2 separate regions of the Oryzias latipes genome follow, and region 1 is linked to region 2. A link is a contact called in public Hi-C data. All regions are on one chromosome and are shown on one strand. The core of a region is the stretch at or near the end of the contact, and the rest is flanking DNA. Distances in the headings are between cores, read along the strand shown.

Evidence for each region. A called contact is a pair of places that touch in the nucleus more often than the background predicts.
Region 1: a contact with region 2 is called in a Hi-C map of embryo, with 2.0 times the contacts expected there. The contact joins the promoter of LOC101166465 here to the promoter of LOC101165969 in region 2. A contact is called at or near these places in 3 of 5 Hi-C or Micro-C datasets (embryo and fibroblasts).

Annotation. Positions count from the first base shown.
Region 1 is chr4:21,697,696-21,702,756 of ASM223467v1, reverse strand. It overlaps LOC101166465 (tensin-3), which reads left to right and starts at 3,457. Exons shown (of 27, transcript XM_020702551.1): 1 at 3,457-3,638. LOC101166954 (PH domain leucine-rich repeat protein phosphatase 1) reads right to left here and starts at 2,173. Exons shown (of 17, transcript XM_023954400.1): 1 at 289-2,173. The coding sequence starts at 1,804.
Region 2 is chr4:21,535,678-21,540,287 of ASM223467v1, reverse strand. LOC101165969 (insulin-like growth factor-binding protein 1) reads right to left here and starts at 2,230. Exons shown (of 4, transcript XM_023954395.1): 1 at 1,682-2,230; 2 at 1,403-1,566; 3 at 1,088-1,216; 4 at 1-998. The coding sequence starts at 2,066. The coding sequence ends at 888.

The sequences.
Region 1 (5,061 bases), core at 2,208-4,707, 160 kb before region 2:
AAAACAGAAGGATTTTGGTCACCTGTGTTATCTCACTAGACTGCTCGCCCAGCGGCTGGAGTGGGTTTACAGGCACAACACTGCCTTTTGTGCGAGTGGGACAATTGAATACACTCGTTTAACAGTCCCAGTGACCAAACACAATGCCGGCACTCACGGTACACTGAGAATAGGCGAACAATGAGGGAGTCAAGAGCGGCTGAAGAGGCTTCCAACGGCTCGGCGAGAACCGGGTGGACCCAGGACAGAACAGGCTTGGGTTTCAGCAAAGACGTCACAAGAACTCACCGAAGTAGAAGCGGATGAGGCAGCCGATTTCGGCGTGCATCCCCTCCTCCTGCGCCCTCCATCCGTCTTCAAACCCGAGGTTAGACAGGTAGTCGTTCAGGATCTGCAGAGGCCGCTCGTCGTCCCCTAGCCGCCGCACGGCTCCCCCATGCAGCTGGAGGAAGAGGGCTGGAGTTAGGCTGGAGCTGATGGGCTCTGGCCACACTCGGTCTCCTCCAGGGATGTCCAGATTTCTGCTGGTCAGGGGGCGAGTCTGGGAGCTGCTGGGACAAAGAGGGGCCCGTTTGACCATCTTGGGGCTGTCTGTGGTGTCACTAACGTCATCATCCTGCCTGGTGGCTCGGTCAGTAGCAGCAGAGGGGTCAGAGGGTGCTGTGGAGGTTGGCGGGGAACAGGTGATGTCCACTTCATCCGAGGAACTCTCAAACGGGTCAGGTCCTTCTGTGGCGCTGTCACAGTTCGCACTCAGGACCGAGGAGTCGGTACCCAAACCCAGACCATCGCTGAGCGAGTCTCTGTGCTCTGTACTTCTCTGTCCACTTGGGCTGAAGTCCTCACAGGTGCTGCTCTCCATGTCTGAGCCAGAATATGCCCCGTAGCGGTCTGCAGCACTCGCATCCACACCAATGTCATTCAGGCAGATCTCAGAATTAGAGTTACGTGCAGTTTTTCCATCATGCATCAAGTTAGAGGTGAGATGACCATTCTCCTCTGATCTGGGGGTCCTGACATCCATGTTCTGAATTTGACACTTGCTGCAGTCAGTTTGTCCGTCTTTGCATGGGTCGTTTGGGTCAACTGCAGCTGGAGGTTTGAGTCTCAGTACAGCCCCAGCTTTGCTGCCATCGAGTCTACCAGCGATGTCCCTCGCAGTGGTGTCCACGGTGCACAGCACCGGCCGTGGGTGTGAGGGCATGAGCCAGTCGTGGACGTGAATGCAGCCGCGCCGGAGGTCCGATCTCACCCAGGATTTATCCGCGGCCTGGAGCTGCTTGGACTGCTTCTGCCGCAGGAAGGTCTTCCTATCCAGGCTGAGGGTGCTCAGCGGCGAGGCTGACGGAGCCGGGCTGGCGGCCTCAGCGGAGGACGCCCCGGGCGAGCTGGTGGTCGGCGGAGCCCCGAGAGACAGATTCCTCTTGTGTCTGTGGCGCCTCCTTCCCAGCAGAGAGTTGACAGATGCGCTGCTGTTTGCCGACGTTAAAGTGTAAACGTTACCGGACTTCACGGCGGGAATGCTCATGTTCTTCGCCGCGCCACCGATGCTGGCCACCTGGTTTTGGTAGATCCCGTTCCTTATCGCAATCTGCAGAAGGGAGGTGGCTCCCAGCCCCTTCCCAAAGAGTTTGGCTTCCGCGCCTCCGCCCTCATCCTCGCCGATGGAGGGTCTCTTCCCAGCGTGCTGTGGTGATAATCCGCTCGGTTTCACGGAGTTACTGTCACTGCCAGAGTCGGGCGTCCCCTGCGGTACTGGCGAAGCCGATGGAGCCCCAGAACTGCTTTCATTCGTACTTTCCATGCTCGTTGAGTAGCAACAGCCGGTCCGGTAGCAGCAACAAACCGCAGGTGAACGTTAGCCTGCGTTAGCTTCGAGCAGCTAGCTCGGTCTAGGTCGTTTCTCGGAGTAAAAGAGTGTTAGCTCTAGCATGCTAAGGTGCTGCGCATTTCCCCAACGGAGTTATCCCGCTACATCATCCCATTTTACCGGGCACCGGTTAGCTCTCTGCGCGGAGCCAACCTGCTGGTCGAGAAGCGAGAGGAAGCTTTTTTAGCTGTTAGCCATTGACAAGAGAAGTAGCGACTATTTTTACAGTAGAGCCCCGAAGAGGGTGGCGGTCAGCGACACACTCTGGACAGGGCGGGGCCTTATTGGATATGAATTATGATACGTTTACGGTTAGACAAAGCTCGGAATTTTCAAATTTCATCCCCTGACAAGAAACAATTCCTGCGAGTTCCTTAATGTTTTGCATAGCATAGTTACAGAAATCACGTTGCAATTGCATTTCACGTGTTTTAAATATAAAAGCAATAAATTTACGATGTATTAATATTCTTCCGATTTTCCCAGCATAGTGTCCCTTTGTTAATTAAAAACATTTACTATGAAATCTAAACACTGACTGATGACTGTTGCAAGCAATTTTAACATGCTGAAAAAATGCCCTTGAAGGCAACACTAACAGTTGTGACAAAGCAAGTTTGTCACTCGCAGAGGTAAATATAAACAATGACACTGCATTTTTTCGTAGTAAACCTTACATATGCATAAAAAGGGCAAACATAAATTTACTTAAAAAAAGTTTTCTTAGGTCTATTTATCAAGGTGTAGATGTTAAAATGATGAACATTACATGTCCTTTAGCGCCACCCACTGGAGAGAAATAAAAAATACAACTTCTTTTATTATTTTAAGAAATGCATTTTCAATGCCTTAAGTGTGATTAAACTTTTACAATATTGTTAATTGTTTGAAAGAATGTTTTACTAGGAAAAAAAAACATTTCCATAGTAAGATATTAAAATAAATGTGAACCATTTTAACAGATTATTTGTACTTTGGTGGCTTGTTTTTCTTTTTTGCAATATTTTTCCTATTTGGGTCATTTTATTTAAGAATCCACATTTTTGACATTGAAATGTTTATTGTTTTTAGGAAATTAACTTGATATATGGGATCAAAATTAAGTTACACTATTGTAGCTAAAACCTTTGCTTTGTTTGTTTTAAATTATTATCTGAATTGTTAACAATTGCAGGGGGTAAAATGTTTTATACTGATCCAGAAAGTCAAACATCCTAATTTCATTAAATCTAATAATGCTTTAAATGTGCAAATTAAACAAAAAATGAAAATAATCATAATCAGGGGATGTCTTTTTCATTTTTTTTAAACCTATTTGTGTTCTTTTTCAATGAAACACACAGTAAACTTTTTATAATTTTACTATTAAATTCAGATAAATTGCATATTAAACCATTTGAACAGCGTCTACTTGTGTCTGGGTGCTCCTCTGTGGGGCTGTGTTCCAGTGGACTGCTGTCACTTTGCAGGCCAACAGAGGGCAAAGTGCAAAGCCGTGTTGTAACTGTGGAGTTCATCACATTATTTCTCTCGCTCTGCTTTTCCCTTGCTTCCTCCTCCCACTCTCTGTCTCCACCTCATTTTTTTTTTTACATATCAGTCACATACAGACTTTGGCTCATCCGTCTTCATTGAGCCGTAAACCTAAAGAAGACTTTTGCAGCTAAACTGGCCTATTTGTCCGGACACGTTACAGTAAAGTTCAAGCAAACGTTGACCTGCTCTTTATTGCTCCCGAGATTTTCCTTGAATGCAGGCGCCCACTCAGGTAAGAACATGTGACTTTGAAGGATTAATCATAAGTGGAAAATGTCTCCCTTTGCATTGTGGAGATTAGCTTATTGACATTTTAAGACAAAGAGCCTACAGAGGCCTGTTTGTAGAGGGTTTAAAAGATCATTTAATCCTGCATTAGGGTTTGCAAACTTGCCTTTTTTGAAAGATGTAACAGCGCCGTCTCTGAGTGTGTCAAAAGAACATTTTTTAAGCTTGAGGTTCTGGTAGAGGCATGGCAAAAGAAACAATGAAAGTAAATGTTTTTAAACATTGGAATAATCGGAAATTAGTCCATGGAAGAATAATAGCAGAGGACAAAGCAGGGAAACGGTTTGGATTGAAGATCACAGCTGGGAAAGGGTCCTGTCACTTTCATTTCTCCGGTATTCCAATACTTTTGATCAGATTTACTCTTTAATGCAGCAAAGGAGCTGTAAAGAAAACATAAAGACAAGAAAAATCCCTTTAAAAGTAGGGAAATAGAGACTATAATTAGTTGTGGTTAGTTTAGGGCTCAAGGACTTTGCAGAGCAGCTCTCTACCCAATTTCAGCATGTGCACACGCACATGTGTGGTTGAGTCGCGCACTTCCGTTTGTTTTGGTTCCTCTGGTGAGGCCTTTTTAAATTTAGATGTTCTGCTGTTGGAAAAACAGCACAGAAAATGCACAATTGGAATGAAGTCACTCACTTTGATGGCCTGCCCAGCCCTGTCGAGCAGTTCTGGGAAAAACAGCGATGTAGCAAAATGAATGTGAATGTAAGCCCTTCTCACACTGTCGGAGGACTTTTATTGATGACCTGCGAGGCACTGCACATACAGGCATGTCTGTTGTTCTGGCCTTGTTTGTTTGCTTTTTGTTGCTTTTTAGTTAAAATGTTTTTGCATGTTTTTGCATGAACTTTATTCAAATAATGTTTGTCCTCCACAAACACCATTTAAAAATGAATAAAAACATCCAAAAAGAAATGTTTGTTAGTATTTGACATAGAAAAACAAAGCAGAGGGAAACCTAAGTATACATCTATTCTTTCAAGAAAATAGTAAAACAAAAAATTGTAAAAGCAACAATGTGGACTCAACAAGTCTGGATTATATGAAAAATAGGCATGTTGTGTTGTTTAAATGGCATGTAGTCTGTATTTTACACATTTTGTGTAAGCCCACTTCAGCCTAAGCCGTTTTGGAGGAACACTTAGACCCTCGCAATTAGACCCTCAGCTGGACAAATAAGCTTACACACCCCCAGCTTTTATTTGGGTAACTGTCAAAACGTAAGAACTATCTTTTTTTTCCCCATACACAGAAACACTGATAAGAAGAAAAAGATCTGTAAACACAAGTAAAAACCTGGGGCCATGAATGACACAGGTGAAACTTTTCCCACTATATGTGAACCCTGCAAACACAACTAC
Region 2 (4,610 bases), core at 981-3,480:
CTCCCCCAACAGCAGCATGTAGCAGAGCCGCCTCAGCTCACTGTGGCGCCCGCTTTTTGTGGTCATGTGTTCTTGGCCTATATAGAGAAGGTGTCAAAGTAGCAAATCTTGTTTGTTTCCCAACAGACACAGCAACACTACTGGCAGCAGACATGTAAATATCGGAGGTAGGTACATGTAGAAATACCCGTTTGAGAGGTGGCACAGTGAGCGGCCACCTTCCTGTGCCTATCTGTATCTGCAGCCCCATGGAAGCATGGGAAATGTTTTCTGAGCCTGCAGAGGATTCTCTAAGAGGAGTTTTGTATCGACCAACGGCAGCTGATGTATCGCATGAGGAAATAAAGGCTAACAATGTAACAGAAGGAAACAATGGCTAAAAAAAGAATCATTAATGACTTTTGGTCACTCAGTGCTTTTTTTTTTCTTTATCTTTCTTGGTTTGTCACAAACCAAAACCTAGAAACAACTCCATAAGGGCAGAGCAACTTAAAAGCAGAGTTTCTCAGGGCCAAAATCCATATATACACTTTATACATGCTTAAAAATAATATTTAAAAAAATAACAAAAAGGCAAAAAAAAAGATATAAATACTCGTGAATAATTACAAATACCAAATAAAATGCACTAAAATAAATAAGACTGAAGAGTAGAAATAAACGCATCAATATAAAATCTCCTTTTCAGAACAAACAAAATAGATTTTTTTTCTCTTTGGGACGGGTGCAGGATAAAGGAATGAAGGGGTTTCGGGGTGGCTGGGACCCCCGTCTCACATGGACAGTGTACCTGAATCAAACATAGACAAAGCTTATTAAATAAACCAAAAAAAGGTTAAATCAGTGGCTTCTTTCTTCTTCTTTTGTTCTTGTTTTTTCTTTCTCTTTTAAGGACACTCGGCATCTGCAGGCAGGTCGGTGGAACCTAAAATCTTCTTGCCATTCCAGGAGTTGACGCACCAGCAGGGACCCCTCTGGCCATCCAGAGAGGAATCACACTGCAGAGGTGAAGAGAAAGGAAACAAGACATTTAGATGGCTGATATCCATCACCCTCACTGTCAGAGCTGTTTGAACCTCAGACCAACCTGCTTGGGTTTGTAGAAGCCGCGCTTGTCGCAGTTTGGGAGGTAGAATCTGGTCAATTTGTCCCCAGCTTTTTGCTGGGATTTGGCTATTTTTTCCATGGCGGTCTGCAGCTCCAGGAGACAGGGACCCTGTTTGATGGAAGAGGCCGAATAAGTGTGGGATCTGCTGGCAGCAACACTACAGCAGTTTTTTTTTACTGTTTAAAAATTTTTAAAAAGCGCACGTGCTCCCCCTTGTGGCTCATCCACCTATCTCCCAAATCTTCCCCCAAAAGTTTTGGAAAGGCGCGCTTTTAGGAAGACCAAAGCACTTACTTGCTCAGGGAAGATCTTGCGGATGGCGATGAGTTTGGCTTTCATGCTCTCCTGGGCGTCTGCGGCCGCGCGCGGGTCGTAGGGTTTACTGAGACCGGCGAGGTAGAGGCCGGTGTCCGGGATGCCGGCTGTGTTGTCCATCTCCGCCTCCGACTCTTCCTGATCTGATGGAGGGACGTGAAGGAAGATGAGTAAGAAGATGGAATGAAGCGCAAAGGTGCAGCAGTGAAGAGGAAAGGGGGGAAGAGGAGGAGGAGGGGGTGGAATCACGGGGCCTACCTTGCGTCTGGAGCTCCGGGATGGGCTCCTGCACGGTCACCTCCGCGCACACGGCCTGTCCGCGGGTCAGGGAGTGCAGCGGCCGGGGGTCGTCGGGTCTTGGGGTGCACTTGAGTCCGGAGCCGCACGGCGCCGTGTAGATCCCGCACATCTCCCCGCGCTTCAGCGCGCAGGCGAGGCAGCATCCGCAACCGGGCTCCCGCAGCACCTCTGCGCATCCGGGCGCCACCGCGGGGCACTGGCTCAGCCGCTCCGGGGTGCACGGTGCACAGCGGAACGGCTCTGGCCCCACCATGGGGGACCCCAGCGTGACCGCGGCGAGCGCAGCGCAGCACAGCGCCGCCACCACGACGCGCCTCACATGTAATCCAGCCATTGCCGGCATGATAAGACACTCAGCGTGGAATATGGATCGGAGAGCAGGTCAGACGGAGTGATCAGATGAAGGAGCCGGTCAGATTCCCCGCGGCACTGTGCTGCCTTTTCCTTGGATCTTAGAGAAATGTCTAACTCTGCGCCGCGCACAGCCGTATTTATAGCCGGCCCTCTATGACTGTTTGACGCATCGGCGTTATGAATGATTTCTGAAAAGAAGGTGTAATGAGACAGTGCGCTCTGATTGGCCCGCTCGCGTCCGGTCATGCCGCTCATTTGAATACAACTATCTATCACGTCAATATTTATTTTGGAGCAGGCGGGCACTTGGCACGTACGACCTACGGGTGACGACACCAGTGTTTGATGTTGCGATCACCCCCTCCCCCCTTATTCCTCACTAGGGTGCTACTTTTTAACTGGTTTACCAGTTAACAAAACCCTCTGCTTCCAAAAGCTTCAGAGGAGTGGATGATCTGCACGCGTCTTTATTTTTTTTAAATAATCAATTAATAAGTTCATTTTGGGGCAGTCCCTGAATTCAGTGTCAATTTATATGAGATTATATGTCCCCCTGCCTCAATATACAAACATATTTAAAACAAAAACAAATAGATCCAGGAAATAATGGAGAGTTTTGGGCATAATTTGCGCAAATTACGCACGCCCACGTTGCGCGCAAAGGGCTCCTGGCGCGACATGATCAAGCTCCGCGGAAGGACAATGAGCCCTAAGTTACAAAAATAGCTGCTCCAAAATGAGTTTTTGTTTTTCTGGAGGGGGGGGGGGGGTCATCTCAGGACCGTGGTATGCGTGCGCTCCAGCCAGCTTTTGGACTCCTCTCAGGAGATGTCCTGTTTTAATTGCCCCCCCCCCCTTTTTTTTTTCTTCTTGGGGTAATAATAGGAATCGGATCAGCCTGACATGACCACAGACACGTTTCTCTCATTCCCACTCGCCGAGGGTTGGAGTGTCCCGCCATTAACCCCCACCCACTCCCGGTCGCAGCCCATGCACAAAAATGTCCCAGTTATTGTAAAAAAAAAATCTGATTCATTGTCACGTCACGTTTTAATGAATTGCACCCGTGTTTGTTTGTTTGGTTTTTTTCTGACGCAACGGTCTGCATGGTGTCGTGCTCCCGCACGTAACCGCGTTGTGGGATTGCATCATCTGATTGCACTGATGCCCCGCTCTTCCGCCGCCCCGGGGCATCGGGAAGCTTCCGTTGATCCTGCATGTGCTGCTTTTCGCCCCCTCAACGGAAGACGCAGGTGTCTCCAGGTGAGATGATGAGGATGATGATGATGAGTCACACACCTGTAGTGCAGGTTAAACTGGAGGGCAACGGGGAAAGGTGAGGGAGAACATGTCTTCTTTTTATGAATGGTTTCATAGTTATGGCAAACGGGAAGTTGGTTGAATTTTCCACTTGACCTAAAGATGCCAAATCAGGGTGGAGGTGTGTGTGGGGGCGGGGGGGGGGAGCTGCTCCAAAGCTCAGGATGTTAAAGCTTTATTGGGTGGAAAAAACACAGAAGGTGTGCTTTGGTTTCACAATGTACCACTGAGAGAAAACTCCTTTACATAGAAGCATCCTACACTTACAAGAGATGCCCCTTAGGGGGCGCTGCACAGCCAAAACAGTCCCCCCAGAAACAAATGAAAGAATTCTGAATGTGAAATATTTTCCTTAAAGCCCCACTCCAATGAAAATTGTGTTTTAACATTTTTTTGTGGCCTTTTTCTGAAGATAGATGATATATATGACAAAATTAAGCTTAAAATTATATTTCTGGGTATTCTTTTAGACAAATAGATCCATGACAGCCGCAGTACTTCTCGCCATGTAGTTGCACCAGTAATGTTAGACTAGGGGTATCGGTGGCTGTAAGCTAGCGGGAGAACACGTAAATAAACAGATAATGGGAAGTTTGGACAGGCTTACTCTGCGCCAACAGTCCTGCCCACAATTCAGAGGCGTGTTCAAATCAACTAATACTTACAGAAAGTATGTCCTGGAACTTGATTTTAGATTTTGGCTAAAAAGCGGCATAATCATAATTAAAAAACCACTGGGAGCGATTTTACAATAGATCCAAAAATTGGAGAACTAAACCAAAAATCTGCCACTGAGGTAGGAAAAATGGTCAAGAGTTTCTCTTAAAATAGAAAATCTAGTCACTAAGACATGTTTTTTTAAATTGAGATAATTTTACCACTGAAAACTTTCTTAATAAGATTATTTTTCTTGCAAGAAAGACATTTTTCTTAATACAAAGGTTCATTTATTTTCCTAAGATGTGTTTTGTGTTGTGTATTGCCTGAAAACTGACCTTGAATGTTTAATTTTGACTATTAACATTTAGCTGAACTTCTCAAACACACATTTCGTTATTTGATCTTCACCTGTTTTTGTATTGACTGCATATGAAAACAGGAGTGAGTGTTACTTACTTCAAAGTCTATTCCGTCGCCAAATATCTGCAATACAGACGCCGTCAGTTGGAGCCAGACAACGACAGTAAGCAATGATGGGTCCGAGTCGGCCTGA